2 separate regions of the Mus musculus genome follow, and region 2 is linked to region 1. A link is a contact called in public Hi-C data. All regions are on one chromosome and are shown on one strand. Each heading gives the region's core, a stretch centred on a gene start, on an enhancer-like site or on the middle of the called end of the contact. The rest is flanking DNA. Distances are from core to core; before and after follow the strand shown. Region 1 overlaps Dcakd (dephospho-CoA kinase domain containing). Region 2 has its middle 32 kb from the start of Arhgap27os3.

The links. A called contact is a pair of places that touch in the nucleus more often than the background predicts.
Region 2: a Hi-C map of the C2C12 cell line shows a contact between it and region 1, with 1.8 times the contacts expected there. The contact joins two enhancer-like sites. A contact is called at or near these places in 1 of 484 Hi-C or Micro-C datasets (the C2C12 cell line) and 1 of 9 other capture datasets (adipose tissue).

The regions. Positions count from the first base shown.
Region 1 is chr11:103,001,931-103,005,361 of GRCm38.p6, forward strand. All of the region lies in intron 1 of Dcakd (dephospho-CoA kinase domain containing), which reads right to left. Among named protein-coding and RNA genes, the nearest start is that of Mir6931, 3.7 kb to the left of the region's middle. Within about 2 kb of position 1,536, at least 134 of the 459 cell types and tissues checked have an H3K27ac peak or open chromatin away from gene starts, as enhancers often do. A contact at or near this core is called in the C2C12 cell line and adipose tissue, where this site is marked.
Region 2 is chr11:103,310,697-103,314,508 of GRCm38.p6, forward strand. No RefSeq gene overlaps it. Among named protein-coding and RNA genes, the nearest start is that of Arhgap27os3, 32 kb to the right of the region's middle. Within about 2 kb of position 1,610, at least 174 of the 459 cell types and tissues checked have an H3K27ac peak or open chromatin away from gene starts, as enhancers often do. A contact at or near this core is called in the C2C12 cell line and adipose tissue, where this site is marked.

The DNA of each region.
Region 1 (3,431 bases), core at 286-2,785:
AGATGGTTCAGTGGTTTTTTGAACACTTGCTGCTCTTGCAGAGGATCCAGTTTCGATTCCTAGCACCTACATGGTGGCTCATAACCATTCGTAATTCCAGTTCCAGGAATCTGCCACCCTCTTCTGGCTCCTGCAGGTACCAGGCACAAACCTGGCATACATGCATATATGGCACTCACACATATATTTATGTAAAAACAGTATAGCTGCTGGTGTACAGATTTGTGTATGCCAAAGTGTTCTAAGCATCTTTACTTGCTTAGCAACTGTGCCTGCCCTTAAACCTACCTGCTTTTTCAAAACAGGTATTCTCTTGTGTAACCCTGGCTGTCCGGCAATGTATTCTATATACCATGCTCACTCCAAACTCAGATTCACCTGCCTCTGCCTCCTGAGTGCTGGGATTAAAGGCGTGCGCCACCACCACCTGGTTTAAAATCAATTCCTTGATGATTACCACTAACATCCACATACCCAGAGTCACATTCTGGTGAAAAGGGGATTTGGGTGGAAAACAAGGAAGTCCTGCTCTAAAGCGAGGAACATCTGTCCCTCTTCCTGAACAGCAGTCTAGAGTGGAGAGGTAAGGGCCAGCTTCCCACACAAAAACAAAGCCACCAACAGTCACCTGTCAGAATCAGCTGAGGGTAAATGGAAGTCCATCTAGCCAAGCTGCCCTCAACCTCCCTCCACAGAGCTGCCCACACACCTCCTCGGAATGGGTGCAATCACAATCTCTGGGGATAGAGCAACTCTGGTGTATGGCAGGGCTCAGACTGGATCCTCACACTTTTTTTTTAAATTAATTTATTATTATTCATTAGTACACTGTAGCTGTCCTCAGATGCACCAGAAGAGGGAGTCAAATCTCATTATGGGTGGTTGTGAGCCATCATGTGGTTGCTGGGATCTGAACTCAAGGCCTTCAGAAGAGCAGTCAGTGCTCTTAACCGCTGAGACATCTCGCCAGCCCGATCCTCACACCTTTTTTTTTTAGTTTTTTGAGACATGGTTTCTCTGTATAGCCCTGGCTGTCCTGGAACTCACTTTGCAGACCAGGCTGGCCTCGAACTCAGAAATCCGCCTGCCTCTGCCTCCCAAGTGCTGGCTCCTCACACTTTTATTGCAACAGATAGTGAGCAGAGCCTGAAGGGACCTGCCCAGGCTAGCTCGGGTTACTATATAGCCTAGGATGACCTTGAACTCCTGATCCTCCCAAGCACTGGGATTATAAGCATGTACATCATTCCCAGTGGCTGGTTTCTTGATTATCATACAGTTTTGTTCTGCAGAAAGGGAGGGAGGGTGCTTGCTCACAACGATCAAGACACATGGGAAGTGCAGGCTCCCATGGCAACCAAATGAGCAGCTACCCTTTTGAGTGCCTTCGACTTCCATCTGCAGAAATGGCCAGTCACTTTGCCTTTAGCTGGAAGCCTGAAGGAACACATGCACGGGGAGGCTCTTGGCTGCCGGCTTGAAGGGGATGGGTAAGAACCAGCTGTTCCTGTCTAGCAAGCCCGGGTGACTCATTCCCTCTCCAGCTGTTGACTAAGCTCCTCTGTGCTTTGCAGCAATGTGCCAGGGACCTCTCAGACAACCCATGGAAACCTCCAGCTTTCCCTGTGGGAAAACTGCAGACAGACCAGAGCAAATGAAACCAGCTGGGGGGAACAGAGCCGGCTGGTGGGGAGCAGGATGGTCAGATGATGCTGGCCCTGGCCTGGCCCAAAAGCCCCTTTGTACCCCAGGCAATGAGTAGATTAGGCCCTGCCAGAAAGGAGGCTGAAGCAAAGGCCCACTGGCTTTTCAAAGCACAGCAAGGCAGAAACCAAGTACCACTCAAACCCATAGACAGCCCCCCAAGTGCACATGAAGAAACGGCCACCTTTAACAATCTAAGTTGCCAACCGAGCCATTATTTTCTAGAATCTACTTTATAGCACTTCTAGGCCTGGCCAAATCTGAGTCCTCTACAAGACTTTCAAGAAAAGATGTAGAGCCAGGCAGTGGTGGCGCAAGCCTTTAATCCCAGCACTTGGGAGGCAGAGGCAGGCGGATTTCTGAGTTCGAGGCCAGCCTGGTCTACAGAGTGAGTTCCAGGACAGCCAGGGCTACACAGAGAAACCCTGTCTCAAAAAAAAAAAAAAAAAAGAAAGAAAGAAAGAAAGAAAAGAAAGAAAGAAAAGAAAAGAAGAGAAGAGAAGAGAAAAGAAAAGAAAAGAAAAGATGTAGAACCAGCCAGGCTCAAAGCACTGGCTAACAGGGAAGGCTATGGGCTACACAGAGGTGTGGGTCTATCTCTGACCATGTAAAGCTACCAGTTTGTCCTCAAGGAGCTACGAGGTCTGGGAAAGTGTAGCAAGTCCTCTGCAAATGAGAAACTGTGGAGTCCCAGAGGCCTGGTCTTTTCTGGGCTTCAGCCTTCACAAAGGGCCCAGTACAGCATCATATCCAGAGGGAGGCTGTTTCACGGACAGTTCCTTCCACTCCTGAAAGCACCCGAAAACGCTTAGCTGGTAAATCAAGGAACACCACGACCAACAGAGAGGCCTCGGTCTCTCTTTTTAAAAATTACGTGTATTGCCCGGCGGTGGTGGCGCATGACTTTAATCCTAGCACTCAGGAGGCAGAGGCAGGCGGATTCCTGAGTTCGAGGCCAGCCTGGTCTACAAAGTGAGTTCCAGGACAGCCAGGGCTCTACAGAGAAACCTTGTCTCGAAAATCCAAAAATAAATAAATAAATTACATGTATTGGCTGGGCATGTTGGACACTCGAGAAGTAGAGGCAGGAGGATCTCTGTGAATTTGAGGCCTGCCTGGTCCACAGAACAAGTTCCAAGATAGCCAGGGTTACTTAATGAGACTCTGTCTAAAAAAATCAAAACAAAAGTTGTATGTACTATGTTTGTATGTTGTATGTATGTATGTGCATGTGTGTAGGTCAGAGGACAACCTGAAAGCTGCTTCTCTCCTTCTACCATGTAGGTCCTGGGGAGGAACTCAGTTGTCAGGCTTGGTAGCAGGTACCTTTACCTAATAAGCCACCTTGCTGGCCCAAGGCCACTCTCAGAGCTGGCTTGGCTGGAGGAAAGCTAAAGGTCCCAAAGGGAAATGGAAGCCAGCACCAGGGATTCAGGCAGGGGATTCACCAGCCAAAGTTGGCAGGAAAGCAGGACTCTGCTCCCAGAGGCACATTCAAAGCTTCCTCCCTCTCTTTCTCCATGTCAGGGGAGAGGCACAAGTACAAAGAAAATGGGAAGAAAGACTTGGAGACAGCAACGTCTGCACCCCAAAATTTGTGGTGAGCCTAAAGGCCCAAGAGGAAGTTCCACACTGCTGTGCTTTGCAAATGGTGGGCTCTTAAACTGAGCTACTCCAATATGCCTCTCCATTGCTCCCTCGTGGGGCCAGTACTCTTGGAACTTCCT
Region 2 (3,812 bases), core at 360-2,859, 310 kb after region 1:
CTGCGAACAAGGTCACTCTGTGTGCCTCATGTAAGAAGAACGGAGATGCTGTCTTGTGTGTGTGGGGGGGGGCAGACCTTCGATTTTTATTCATATTAAAACATTTCAAAACAGCCTTCTTTAATTTTTGAATTAATTCATTATTTTTAGGTTTACTTATTTACTTTATGTATATGAGTACACTATAATTGTCTTCAGACACACCAGAAAAGGCCATTGGATCCCATTACAGATGGTTGTGAGCCACCAGGTGGTTGCTAGGAATTGAACTCAGGACCTCTGGGAGAGCAGTCAGTGCTCCTAGCCGCTGAGCCATCTCTCCAGCCCCCAGATTAATTCTTAACATTAATTAATTAATTAACTTATTTGTTTGTATGTCTGTAAGCCTGTGTGAGTTTATAAGCACCATGTACGTATGGGTATCTCCCACCCAGAAGATGACTTCGGATGCCTAGGAGTCCATGTGATTGCTGGGAGCTGAACCTGGGTCCTCCACAGGAGCAGCGAGCGCTCTCAACTGCTGAGCCATCTCTCCTGCCCCACTGAATTGATACTTAAGAGCATATGAAGTGACGTATTCCACCGTGGCATTCCTACACGTACCTATTCTTACTCATCTCCAGCTTGCCTTCCCATCCATCCGTCCATCCATCCATCTATCCATCCATCCATCTATCCATCCATCTATCCATCCATCCCTCCGTCCGTCCGTCTGTCCATCCGTCCACCCGTCCATCCATCCATCCACCCATCCATCCATCCATCCATCCATCCGTCTGTCCGTCCGTCCGTCCGTCTGTTCATCCGTCTGTCCATCCATCCATCCATCCATCCATGTATTTTGAGAGAGGATCTCACTCTGGATACCAAGTCTGGAACCCACTGTGGAGTCCAGGCTGGCTTGGAACCTGTAGCAATTATTTTGCCCAGTGCTGAGATTACAGGCCTGAGACATTGCTCTCTCATCCTCCAGACTTAATGCTGATACTGCTTGTCTACACTCCATGTCCTGTTCATGCCTTCCTTTATCCTGCCCTAGTGCTACAAAGCTTTCACACACAGGGGTGCAACATTTTCCAAGCATGGATGTATTATGTAAAAGACAAATTAAAATTAAACCAGGTGCATGCCTGTAATTCCAGCATATGGGAGGTCGAGGCTAGAGGAGAACCAGACATTCAAGGTCAGCCTGCTCTACAAAGTGAGCCCATCTTAAGAACAAAACATCGAAAAGGATGGCACAGAATACACAGAAACGAATGTGTGCCATTCTTTCCTGTGGTCCCCTTTGGAGGCTGCTGAAGAGCTCTTGGCCTCAGAGAGGCGTTCCCCTAGGAGCTGGGACATAGGCGGTGTGTTTCCTCAGCATGCTCAGCTGCCCGCGGGGGTCTCCCTGAGTCATGCGGAGCTGTCCTCGGCTGTGCCCTCGCCTGCCACCCGCCGCCTGCCGCCCGCCGCCCACCCTCTGCCCTTGGCCCGCCACCTTCCTGAGCTCCACTCCGCCGCGGGCCGGTGACTCAGGGCGCAGGCAGCCTAGGAACGCCCGCTCAGTGGATGGGGGTGCAGCTCGCCCCGCCACGTCCGTCCTGCGGGCTGGTGGCTGCTGCTTTTCCTCTCTGGAAACCCCTTAGCCGCCACCTCTGCTTGCAGCTAGCCTCCTTCTGGGCACTGCTTCATGCTTGGAATTCCGATCCAGAACCCATGAAGGAATTTAGGATGTTTGAGTCTTGACGAGAGCTATCTGAGGGGCAGGGAGGGGCCCAGATATGATCCAAATTTCCCCAGTTAATGAGAATGTTGAAGAGATTTACTTCAGAGACAGATCCATGCTAGACTGCAGACTGGAGCAGTCAACACCCCCAAGGCTCTATGTAATATACAACAGATGTGGCCATCTCGGCCGTGGAAAGTTCAGGGTCCACAGACTCTTCCTTTCTTCTTCTTTCTTTCTTTCTTTCTTTCTTTCTTTCTTTCTTTCTTTCTTTCTTTCTTTCTTTCTTTCTTTCTTTCTTTCTTCCTTCCTTCCTTCCTTCCTTCCTTCCTTCCTCCCTCCCTCCCTCCCTCCCTCCCTCCCTCCCTCCCTTCCTTCCTTTCCTCCTCCTCCTCCTCCCCCTCCCACCCCCAGTGGCTTACTTTGTAACTCAGGCTATCCTTCTGCCTCAAGAAGTTGAGAACTGCTTTGCTTTCTGGCTTTCAGTTTATGTCCATGTGTACGTGTCTACATAAGTATGTAGGGCAGGGTTGTTCTTCGAGCCACTATTTATTTTGTTTTTGAGGCAGGGTCTATCTATCCGTGAGACCTGAGACTGGCAGATTAGGCTAGACTTGCTGACCAGACAATCCTGGGATTCTTCTTATCTCAGGGAGCCCTTTGTGTCCCACGCTCCAGGTTAGAATCGGGTCACTGAACTTGGCGTTCTGTGCAGGAGATCTTGAGGTCCGACTAAGGTTCCATGCTTCCACACCAAACGCTTTATTGAGTCATGCCCCCAACTCTAAAGGTTTTTTTTGTTGTTTTGTTTTGTTTTTAAATAAAATCTGGGGAGTTCTGCCTTTCAAAATACACCTGGTTTCAGGATTTGGAATTAGAGATGCTGTAAGATTCTGGCCCTTCCCCCCCAAACCCCACCATGTCTCTCCTCCCAAGTCCTTCTTCTGGACCCCCTCAAATATTATTCTATTTGTCTGGTGATATTTCCCACGGGGTTCCAGAGCCCAGCCCTGCGCCTGCATTTATGGACGCTGACTGGAGGGAAGCTCAAGATCGTATTAACAATGTCCTCAGACACCATCTATAGGGGCGTTTCCCCACTTGCTGGCCATACCTACCTGTGGTTCCACCAAGGTTTTTGGTAAATACAACTTTCTTTGCCTTGTAACGAATAACCCCTCCCCCCCCCCCCCCACACACACATCACCACTTCCACAGTGGACTGTGTCTTGCTGGCCATGCATATTTAACTCAAGAACTGTCACTTACTTTCTTTGACGTGAGAGCTGTGTAAATTCAAGGCCTGATCGGGTGACTTAGTGAGACTCTGACTCAAAAGTAAAGGAAGAACTGGAACTGTGTGTTGAGGTGTTAGGTTGTAACCCCAGCGATGGGGAAGGCTGAAGCAAGGGGATCACGGGTTCAAAGTCCTGCTCTACTACACAGTGATTTTGAGGCCAGCTTGGGACACTTGAGACCTCAAAGTGAACCCAGACAGAGTGGCAGAGGAAGAGCTCTGGCACTCACGGACTGTTGGTTCAATACTTAGTGCTGCAAAACATATAAAGTAGGCCTTTCACTTCTCAGGGTCTAGCCTTGGTTTGGTAACCTTTAAGCTGTGTGACTTTGGGCAGGTTACTCATCTGTGCCTGGACCCTCATATGTAAAGAGGAGTAATAATAAATAGTGAGTCCTCTGTCGTAGGGGTGGTATGAGTTAGAGAATGTGGCTTGGTCCAGGGCTACCAAATATAGCACATGTACCTATTGCATGGAACGTGGCTATATTAAAAACAAAACAAAAGAAAGCCTGCTCATCATTTAACTGAAATTCAAAATTATTCTTGATCAATAATCAGTGTTACCATATCGCGCTGAAATGTCTATACTGTCTGCAGTTGTTGGGCATGTTTAGTTGGGAATATCATTTTTTCTTTTTCTTACATATACACTAATGGGTTAGTTTGGTAGTAAATATAGGGAATCTCTGGGGAAAAAATTTTTAGCCAGGCATTCTGAATTTGTCTTTTGCTAAGCTTGGCAAATTTATCATGCCATGGGATTGATCCCCATGATACATTAGCTGGTGTGTAAATAATAAA